Regions from separate parts of the Mus musculus genome. Here region 2 is linked to region 1. Evidence: chromatin contacts called from public promoter capture Hi-C data. All regions are on one chromosome and are shown on one strand. The core of a region is the stretch at or near the end of the contact, and the rest is flanking DNA. Distances in the headings are between cores, read along the strand shown. Region 1 holds the start of Fam151a (family with sequence simliarity 151, member A). Region 2 holds the start of 1700047F07Rik (a long non-coding RNA gene).

The links. Promoter capture Hi-C pulls out the DNA fragments that hold promoters and counts their contacts.
Region 2: a contact with region 1 is called in a promoter capture Hi-C map of stem cell-derived epiblast-like cells, with 4 times the contacts expected there. The contact joins the promoter of 1700047F07Rik here to the promoter of Fam151a in region 1. A contact is called at or near these places in 7 of 39 promoter capture datasets (the 3T3-L1 cell line, cranial neural crest, embryonic stem cells and 3 more), 1 of 484 Hi-C or Micro-C datasets (cerebellum) and 1 of 9 other capture datasets (embryonic stem cells).

What each region holds. Positions count from the first base shown.
Region 1 is chr4:106,731,369-106,735,733 of GRCm38.p6, forward strand. It overlaps Fam151a (family with sequence simliarity 151, member A), which reads left to right and starts at 2,547. Exons shown (of 8, transcript NM_146149.1): 1 at 2,547-2,720; 2 at 4,082-4,228. The coding sequence starts at 2,594. It also overlaps a transcript of Mroh7 not described here.
Region 2 is chr4:107,687,538-107,691,902 of GRCm38.p6, forward strand. It overlaps 1700047F07Rik (a long non-coding RNA gene), which reads left to right and starts at 2,063. Exons shown (of 4, transcript XR_867984.2): 1 at 2,063-2,201. It also overlaps a transcript of Dmrtb1 not described here and the pseudogene Gm12899.

The DNA of each region.
Region 1 (4,365 bases), core at 1,297-3,796:
GATTAAGGGAATTTATCTGACAATAAAGGCCTCAATCTCTCCCCACTGATGCCGGGACCCCTTCTTTGTGAGCCACCATGAGGTTGCTGGGAATTGAACTCAGGACGTCTAGAAGTTGCTCCTAACTGCCAAGCCATCTTTCCAGGTCCAATAGATATTTCTTAATGCCCAGTGCAAAATAAAGGAGATGCCTTACTTTAATTGGTTTAAAGAGGAGTAGTCTCTGATTAGAGGCACAGGCTTTCCATAAGGTGAATGTCTGGGAGGCTGCTATGTGCTAGTTTATTGAAGGCACTAGATATGATATATAGCCATAAACCAGGTTGCCTTGGTCCCAGTGGCCAGAAGCTGCGTCTCTTGTCTGGCTCCACCTGGGGTCTCCCCTTTACTGGCCCCGGAGTACAGAGATTCAAGGCATCTGCCACCAGCCCTGGTTTGGTTTTGTTCTTTGAGACAGGATTTCTCCATAGCCCAGGCTAACTCATGATCCTCCTGCCTCAGCCTTTGTACTATAGCATTAGATCCATGCAGAAGACTTAGCATACTGTGTTATGTCTGATGAATTCTTAATGAGGGTTCATATGACCAGGTGTAGATTTAGCACTTTGTGGGGCTGGGGATACGGCTCACTGAACAAAGCACTTGCTGTACAGACATGAAGACCTGAGGTCAAATCCTCAGCCCCCATGTAAGAGATGGACTGGCAAGACGGCCTGATGGTAATCCCAGCGCCGAGGAAGCAAAGAAAGATCCAGAACAAGATGACTAACTAGAGTCATCAAATCAACAAGCCATAGCTTCAAGTGAGAGACCCTACCTCAGTATGTAAGATGGAGAGACATCAAAGAAGATGTCAAATGTCAACCTCTGGTCACCACATACCACATACACATAGACATACACATATATAGACCATAGACCACATACATATACATACCACATGCACATACCATATACATGCAAGATAAAGAAAATAGAACATTATGAGAGCCCTACTTGTCTCCAGGTGTCTTTTGTTTCCCCGGTACTGGAGATTGAACACACACAAACATATACACACACACATACACACACACACACACACACACACACACATGAGGGAAATGCTCTACTGTTGAGAGTCCCAGAACTTTTAATTTTTGAGACTGAGTCTCATGGTTTCCAGAATAGCCTCAAAGTTGCTATGTAACTGAGGATGGCCTTGAACTCCGATCACTTCTGAACAGAAAGGGCCCTCCTGAAGAATTAAGCTTAAGCCAGGCATGATGGCTCACATCTGTCATCCTAGCTCTTGAGAATCTGAAGTAAAAGGCTTACTGTAAGTTCAAGCCAGTGTGGTCTATATTGGAGTTCCAGAACAGACTGGGTTATATAATGAGACTCTGAAGAAATAGCTCAGTGGTTAAGAGCACTGACTGTTCTTACAGAGGTCTCAGGTTCAATTCCCAGCACCCACATGGTGGCTTATAGCCACCTATAACTCCAGTTCCTAGGGGTCTGATTCAGCCTTAGGAACTCCACAGGGACTGGCACACCAGTATCAAACAGATCTCATACAATAAACATATTTGGCCAGGTGGGGGTGATGCACACATTTAATTTCAGCACTTGGGAGGCAGAATGGAGGTGGATCTCTGTGAGTTCAAGGCCAGCCTGGTCTAAGAGCAAATCCAGGACAGCCAGGGCTCTTATACAGAGAAACCTCGGTGGAGGGTGGGGGTGAGGGTGATGGTATGGGAGAGATTAAAGCAAAAACTACATTTCATTTGTTGTTATTGGTAATACCAAAAGAGCCACTCACCCATCACCCAGTACCCTGCTGTCTCTTAACCTCTAAGGCAAACTTCTTCCACACTCTCTCACAGCTGGCTCTTTGACTCCTCTAAGTTCCCTGGCCTGTGAAATAGGGGAAGTCCTTAACTTCTTTCCTCCATTGCTTCTAGAATTTCTCTGCCTAAGCGAGCAGCTTAGCCCTGCCCGTGCTTCAGAGGTGGCTGCACTCACTCCCACAGGTTCACTCAGGGCTATCAGCTCCCATCCCAGCCCTGTCTATCAGCTACCATCTCAGATAAAAGGAAACTCATGTCCTCAGGGCAGATCTAATCTACTCTTGTCACCAACCCTTTCATGACGTAGGGCTTCCCTGGAGCAGAGCAGAAAGGTCTAGCTTGAGACCTAAAGAGATGGCCAAGTTCAGTTGCTTCCTTTCACACAGGGGTAAAACAAGGCCCGGGCATCCAGATGCATTGACTTGTTCTAGGCCATCAGGAAACCCAGGCCAGCTGGGTTTCCTTAGCCTCCTACCCTTGCACCAAGGGTCGGGCTGTATCCAATCCTCCACCGCTTCCCAACGTTCCCAAGTTCATTTGGGAGGTGGCAGGATTTTCTGCTTAGGTTGATAAGATCCAGCTTGGATGGGAAGAGGAGGGCTGGGAGCAGGGCAGGGTTTCTGAGCTCTCTCCACCCAGGCAGTGGGAGTGGCCAGACCTGAGTTAAATGTTGCTGCAGTCTCGGCCTCCCACCAGATCTCAGCTGCAGGGAGTCTCAGATGACTGTGAGATCCTGAAGGGAGCTCTCTTGAGTGAGGGTCACAATGTCCTGCAAGAAATGGTGCTCCAGCAGCCAGGCCAAGTGGATCCTTGCTGGCAGTGTCACTGTGACACTGGTGTTGGCCATTTCATTGATCCTAGGCCTAACCCTGCATCAGGGCACCCAACCAGGTAGGACCTTCCCTCTCCCTGCCATCCTCCCAACTTCTCATTTCTTACCTCACTGAGCTCTGCCCATGTATCCAGCTCTACTCTGATACTTCAGCCCTACCAAGTCAACCAGAGCAGAAGGTGCTATTGACTTTGCCTTGCTCGCCGGATCTTAGCCTTCCGCCGAGACCCTGTGCTTTTGGAGGGATACTCCTTGGAGACTTTGTGAGCACTCTGAGCAGCCTTCACACTCTTCCTACACATCTGCTAGTCTCTGCAATCTCTCCTTGATAAAGGGCCTTCTAGCCCTCTAGGAACAGCCTCCCCCCAGACCTATGCCTCAATCCTGAGTCTATCCTGATTTGGGGGGCTCTGCTCCCCACCCTTCCCTTCCGTCCCCCACCAGCACTGCCTTCAGAACCCCAGGGCTCTCTCCTAGATCCTTGCAGGGGCTCTGTCTCCAGTGGGCTCTTACCACCCACTGCTCTCTGCAGCCAGATAGCCTTTTCTAAACAACTCCCCTGGTATCATGCCCCACAGACCTAATTCCTCCACTGGAGATAGCTTTCCTTCCTCCAGGAGGACCAGGTAAGACCATTCCTTTATACAAACGTTCTTTCCCATGTCTAAACCTTCACCATTCTTTCAGCCTAGAATCATCTATGCACTTCTGTCAAGTGTACACCCATCCCTCCAAGTACCTCCTAATGTCCCCTTCTCTTTCAAATGCTCCCTTTCCTGATGATTCAAGGCCAACAAGAGGGTCTCTGTGGCCCCAGGAAGCCACACAGTTCGCTGTCTTCTGGGCTCTCTTTCTCTCCCCCTCTCCTCCTTTACCCCTCCCCTCTGTGTGTGTGTGTGTATGTGTGTGTGTGTGTGTGTGTGAGAGAGAGAGAGAGAGAGAGAGGATAGTTTGTGGGAGTCAGTTTCCTTCCATCATGTGGGGTTCCAGGATTAAACTCAGGCCATCAGCCTTGGAGGCAAGTGCCCTTACCTGCTTGTCTGACTTTTGAGACAAGGACTTGTGTATTGCAGGCTGGTCTCCAGGTCCCTGTGTACCATTGAACTTCTGATTGCCAGGCCTCACCCACCCTAGTGATGGGATGACAGATATACATATACTGCAGCAAGCACATGAAAGACCTGGAGCTTCCTATGTGTGTAGTCCTGGGTGGTCTCAGACTACTGCCAATCCCCTGCCTCACTGGGATCAGAGGCATGCACCACCAGGCCAGGCTCCCTGTATCTTACCATACCAGGGGCTGTGGGTCCTGCTGTCTGTCTACCAGACTGAATGCTATATTCAGGGTGATAGGATTATGGCTGAGCATCCTGGGCTGGGGCAAGTGATGATGGTAACAACCCCTTGGCCTTCGTTCCAGGCTGTGAGAACGATGCAATTTGCGGTCCTGATGCTGACATGCTGGACTACCTGATGGGCATGGGCCAGATCAGCCACCGGGATGGCTTGCTGGTCACCTGGTACCACGCAGCCAACAGCAAGAAAGAGATGGCAGCTGCCCTAAACAGTAAGTCTAGCCACCCTGCTTGGGGTCAGGAGACAGTTGACACCGAGGTCATGGCAACTCTGTGGTGGCTATTTTCATATACCTGCCACAGTCTCCCTGAGGGAACAGAGCTGTCAGGGGCTGATGGTCCCTGCTAT
Region 2 (4,365 bases), core at 813-3,312, 960 kb after region 1:
AGGAAACTGGCACCATTCAAAGAGTCTAAGTTTTAGATAGGAAGTGACTTTAATCCCAACATACGGACCTCTGAATTCAAGGCAGGCCTGGTCTACAGAGTTCCAGGACAGCCAGGGCTGCACAGAGAAACCCTGTCTCAAAAACAAAACAAAACAAAAACTCAAAACAAAATCATCAACAACAGAACAAGCAAACAAACAGAGAACAATAGTCTAGCTTTGTCTCTGCCCTGCTCTAACACCTATGTATACCTCACATTTTAAAAACAGGCCCCTTAGATGGAGGGTAGACGATCTTTCTCCAGTACTCACCAATTCAAACTGTCTAAATTTTTCACTGACCTTGTTATTTAAAACTATACCTAAAAAATCAGTTTCAGGGGCTCTGGTGGCAAGAGCTAGCCAGGGCACTCGGAGGTCAGATGCCTATGACCATGCATCCTTTATGGGTGTGGGAACTAGTGGGGGTTTCTTCTCACACACCAGAAAAAAAAAAGCAGCCTTGGGGGTACATGAACCCTGGTGGCAGGAGTGAGCAGTCAGCTTTTTGTCCCCAGGTTCAGCTGCTGGGGGAATCCAAATGGCAGTTACCTCCCAAACCAGCAAACTACAGCAAGTTACAGCCTTCAGAGCCCCAGGTGACACGGCCCAGAAAGCCAGATGGAGTGTCCTTTGAAGAAGGTGACATTATCTACATTACTGACTCAAGCGTTATCAACTGATGGAAGGGCGGCAGGACTCAGCTAATTCCAAGCAGGGATGTGACCGAGCAGGCAGGATCCACTGACCACCAGCTGCACTGGGCAGCCTGAGCCAGAGGGGTGTTTGGCTAACCCAGCGGGTGTTAATGGCTTAGACAGAGCTGGAAGCACGGCTTTGTCTGGACTTGCCCTGGTCATCGCTAAGACAGAGTGAAAGTCCCGTTTACAAAGCCAAGCAGTGAGCAAAACAGACAGACGGGAGACAAGCAGTGAGCAGAACAGACAGACAGGAGACAAGGCTTTCATGCTGATGCCCACGACGGTTGCTCCTGGGAAAGGCAAGAACGGTCTTAAGAAATAACAGGAAAAAGCTGGTCCTGACCGTGGCCGTTGATGCTGCCTGCACATTGCTCTGGAAAGAGACAGGAGACAGAGTTGATTCAAACACTATGCAGTGCCCAGGACTACTTTTTAATTTTTAAAAAATGTGTGTGTGTGTATGTCTTTGTGTATGAACACGTGTGTGTGTGTGTGTGTGTGTGTGTGTGTGTGTGTGTGTGTGTGTAAGCTAATAGATACTGGATATCTTCCTCAATTACTAACCATCTTATTTTTTTTGAGACAGAGTCTCTCGATGAACCAGGAGCTAAGTGATTCAGCCAGACTAAATGGCCAGGAAGCAACAGGAATGAATATATATATATATATATATATATATATATATATATATATATATATGTATATATATATATATATATGTGTATTCCTGTTGAAGAATATTTGATCACATTGTGAACCCTGAGATTGTTATTTACTGAAAAAAAAATGTTTCTAGTTATGAAGTAGGTAGCCCTTAGCACACACCTTTAATCTCTCTGGCTGGAATACAGACACACCTTTAGCACACATCTTTAATCCCAAACAATGAAGGTCAGGTTAGTTTGTAGAAGGAAGCAGCCGTGTTTGAAAGTGATGTCTAATTGAGTGGCAGACAAAGTGGTGAACCAGAGAAAGGTATGAGAGAATAGGATACGCCCAACTCTCATGAGAAGAGAGAGGTAAGAGAAGCTGTTTAAGAGAGAGGAGTTTTAGAGAGAGAGGAAAGGAAGGAGGCAATTTTACTGGGGAGTTTTACAGAGACAGGCTGCAGAGAGAACAAGCTAGACATAGGTGAAGTCAGAATGAGCCATAGAATGAGAAGGAGCCAGAAGATTAGAACAGATTGCCTAAGTTAGTATGAGACCAAGCAAAGGAATTCAGGAGAGACAGAGATAGAGACAGGCAGAGAGAGAAACACACACACAGAGAAAACAGATTGAAACAGTCAAAGCTCAGGAAAAAAAAAAACCAACCTAGAAAGTGTGAGCTTATTCAGCAGCGAGTCTCAGAGGCTGAAAATATTCTAGACCTAGATAAGATTGTACAGAGGCTAGAAGCTTCCAGGACTAGCGTAGGTTAGCAGACAGAGGCAGCAAGCCTCGGAGACAACGATCACCTCAGGTGAGTAGAAGTTACTTTTATATCTTTCTCTTTGTCTCCTGAGCCCTGGTGTCACCGGCATGTGCCCTTGGTTTTACGCAGGTGCTGAGCATCTAAGCTCAGGTCTCTGTGTTTACATGGCAACCGCTTCACATGGCAACCGCTTCACTGAATGATCCACCTTCCCATCCCACCCCAGCAAGACTGTCCTGATGGAGAAGGTTGGATCCATTCCTTTCTGGAGATGCTGTGGGATCTGATTTCTTTTGCTTCAGCCATCCCAAAACCTTGTTTCCCACTGCAAGATCTGTGATAAAGTAATCTATGTGAGCATGGCAGCATCACACTGCGACTCCATGGGACATGTGAATGAATAGCACTCACTCTTAGTTTGCCAGAAGTGACAGGATGATTTTCTGTATAAAATAATTCCTGTTCACCAGAATAGATTGAAATGAAATTGTTTCTATTTGTCAAACTATAGAAATTTGAAGAATTCTTGTTCCTGTTTAAAAACATAAAAAAAAAATTTTTTTTTCTTAAAGTTCCCTACATCAAAGATTGGGATGTTTTGAATGGGTTTTTCAAGAGAGGAAATACTTGTTATAATAATAAACCAAAGTACTTAACAGAAAATTGTTAGTTATCCTGACAAAAAAATAAAGATTTTAAGAGTCTTTTGAATATCATAGTCTCAATAAGGGTTTTCAAATTTTCTGGGTGAAATTCTAGGTGCAGTGGGTGCTTGTCTAGTACATGTGAGATCCTAGGCCTAGTTCCCAGCACCAGAAAGGAGAAGACATGTTATATATACTTTATTTATAGTATTTTTATTGTGTTACATACATATTAAAGTCATTGAGTTGTTTGTTGTGGCAGATGCATGAGGGTTGCTGCAAGTCTGAGGCCAGCCTAGTCTACAGAGGCCAGCCTAATCTACATAGCATGTTCCATGCTACCCAGACCCTGACTCAAACCCCCCCCACACACACACACATACACACACACACAAAGTCTGGAGCATAAATTGCATCATTCCACAGCTTAGCAATACCACAGACTGAAAGGCTAGACTTTGCATTATCAAATTTAAGTTTGAACATCAGGTACCGGTGGACCATCAGGCCTGAGGCAATGTTTATTCAGATTCTACATCTGACCACTCAAGCTCTCTTCATGTCCTCATTAATAATTGAAGAGAAATGCTAGTCAACGTGAGTTCTTTTTGAGTTAACATATTTTAGTCTTGTTAAATACAAAATGCTTCTGTGTTCACTTCACAGCTGGAAGGGCAAAAGATACCCATGGCAATAGGAATTTGCATAGTGCTTGGGAAATATTAATAAACAACTGTATATCTTTTAAATCAGTAGTCACATGACAAGGTGCAGAAAGCCTGGGGTGATAGAATAAACAAACCGCAGACGTTTATCCCCTTCCAACCTCCATTTGTGTAGGCAAATTTCAACAGTGCTGTATTTATTTTATTCTTGGAAATTCAGGCAATTTGAAAGCTTTGTGTTTTTAGGTTGAGAGCTGATTGCGTCTCAGGCTGCTGTCTTTTAAAAGATAAAACACATTTCTTAAAAAGACACTGGCGTGATATAAGAGAGAGAAACTGGATGTCAAAAAAGGATGGGTTCTTGAGAACAAGGTGGGCCTATACTTGACAATATTTGTTCTACTCTGATAGTTTTGTCTATTTTTGAAAAAAATTAACTTGCATATATTCATTGTACAAAGTGATGGGTTTTATTACAATATCTTCATACATGTATGTAATCTATTTAGTTCATATTCAGTCTAAATACTCTCTCATCCCACCCACCCCTTTTCTCCTTCCTGATACTCCTTATTACATATACTTTTTTTAATTATAATTTTTCTTTTGAGATTATAATATTTTCATCCTCTTTCTTTTTTTTTTTCTTTTTTTCTCCACACCCTTTCATATACCACACAGCCTTGCTTTCTTTCAAATTCATGGCCTCTTTTTCTTTGTTGTTGTTTAGATGTATGTGCACACACATGCATGCATGTGTGTGTCTCCGTGTGTCTGTGTGTCTCTGTGTGTGTGTGTGTGTGTGTAAATCTCTGTGTCTGTGTGTCTGTGTGCATCTGTATGTGTGTCTGTGTATTCTCAAATATATAAATACAACCTTCTTAGCCCATGTAATGTGTGTGT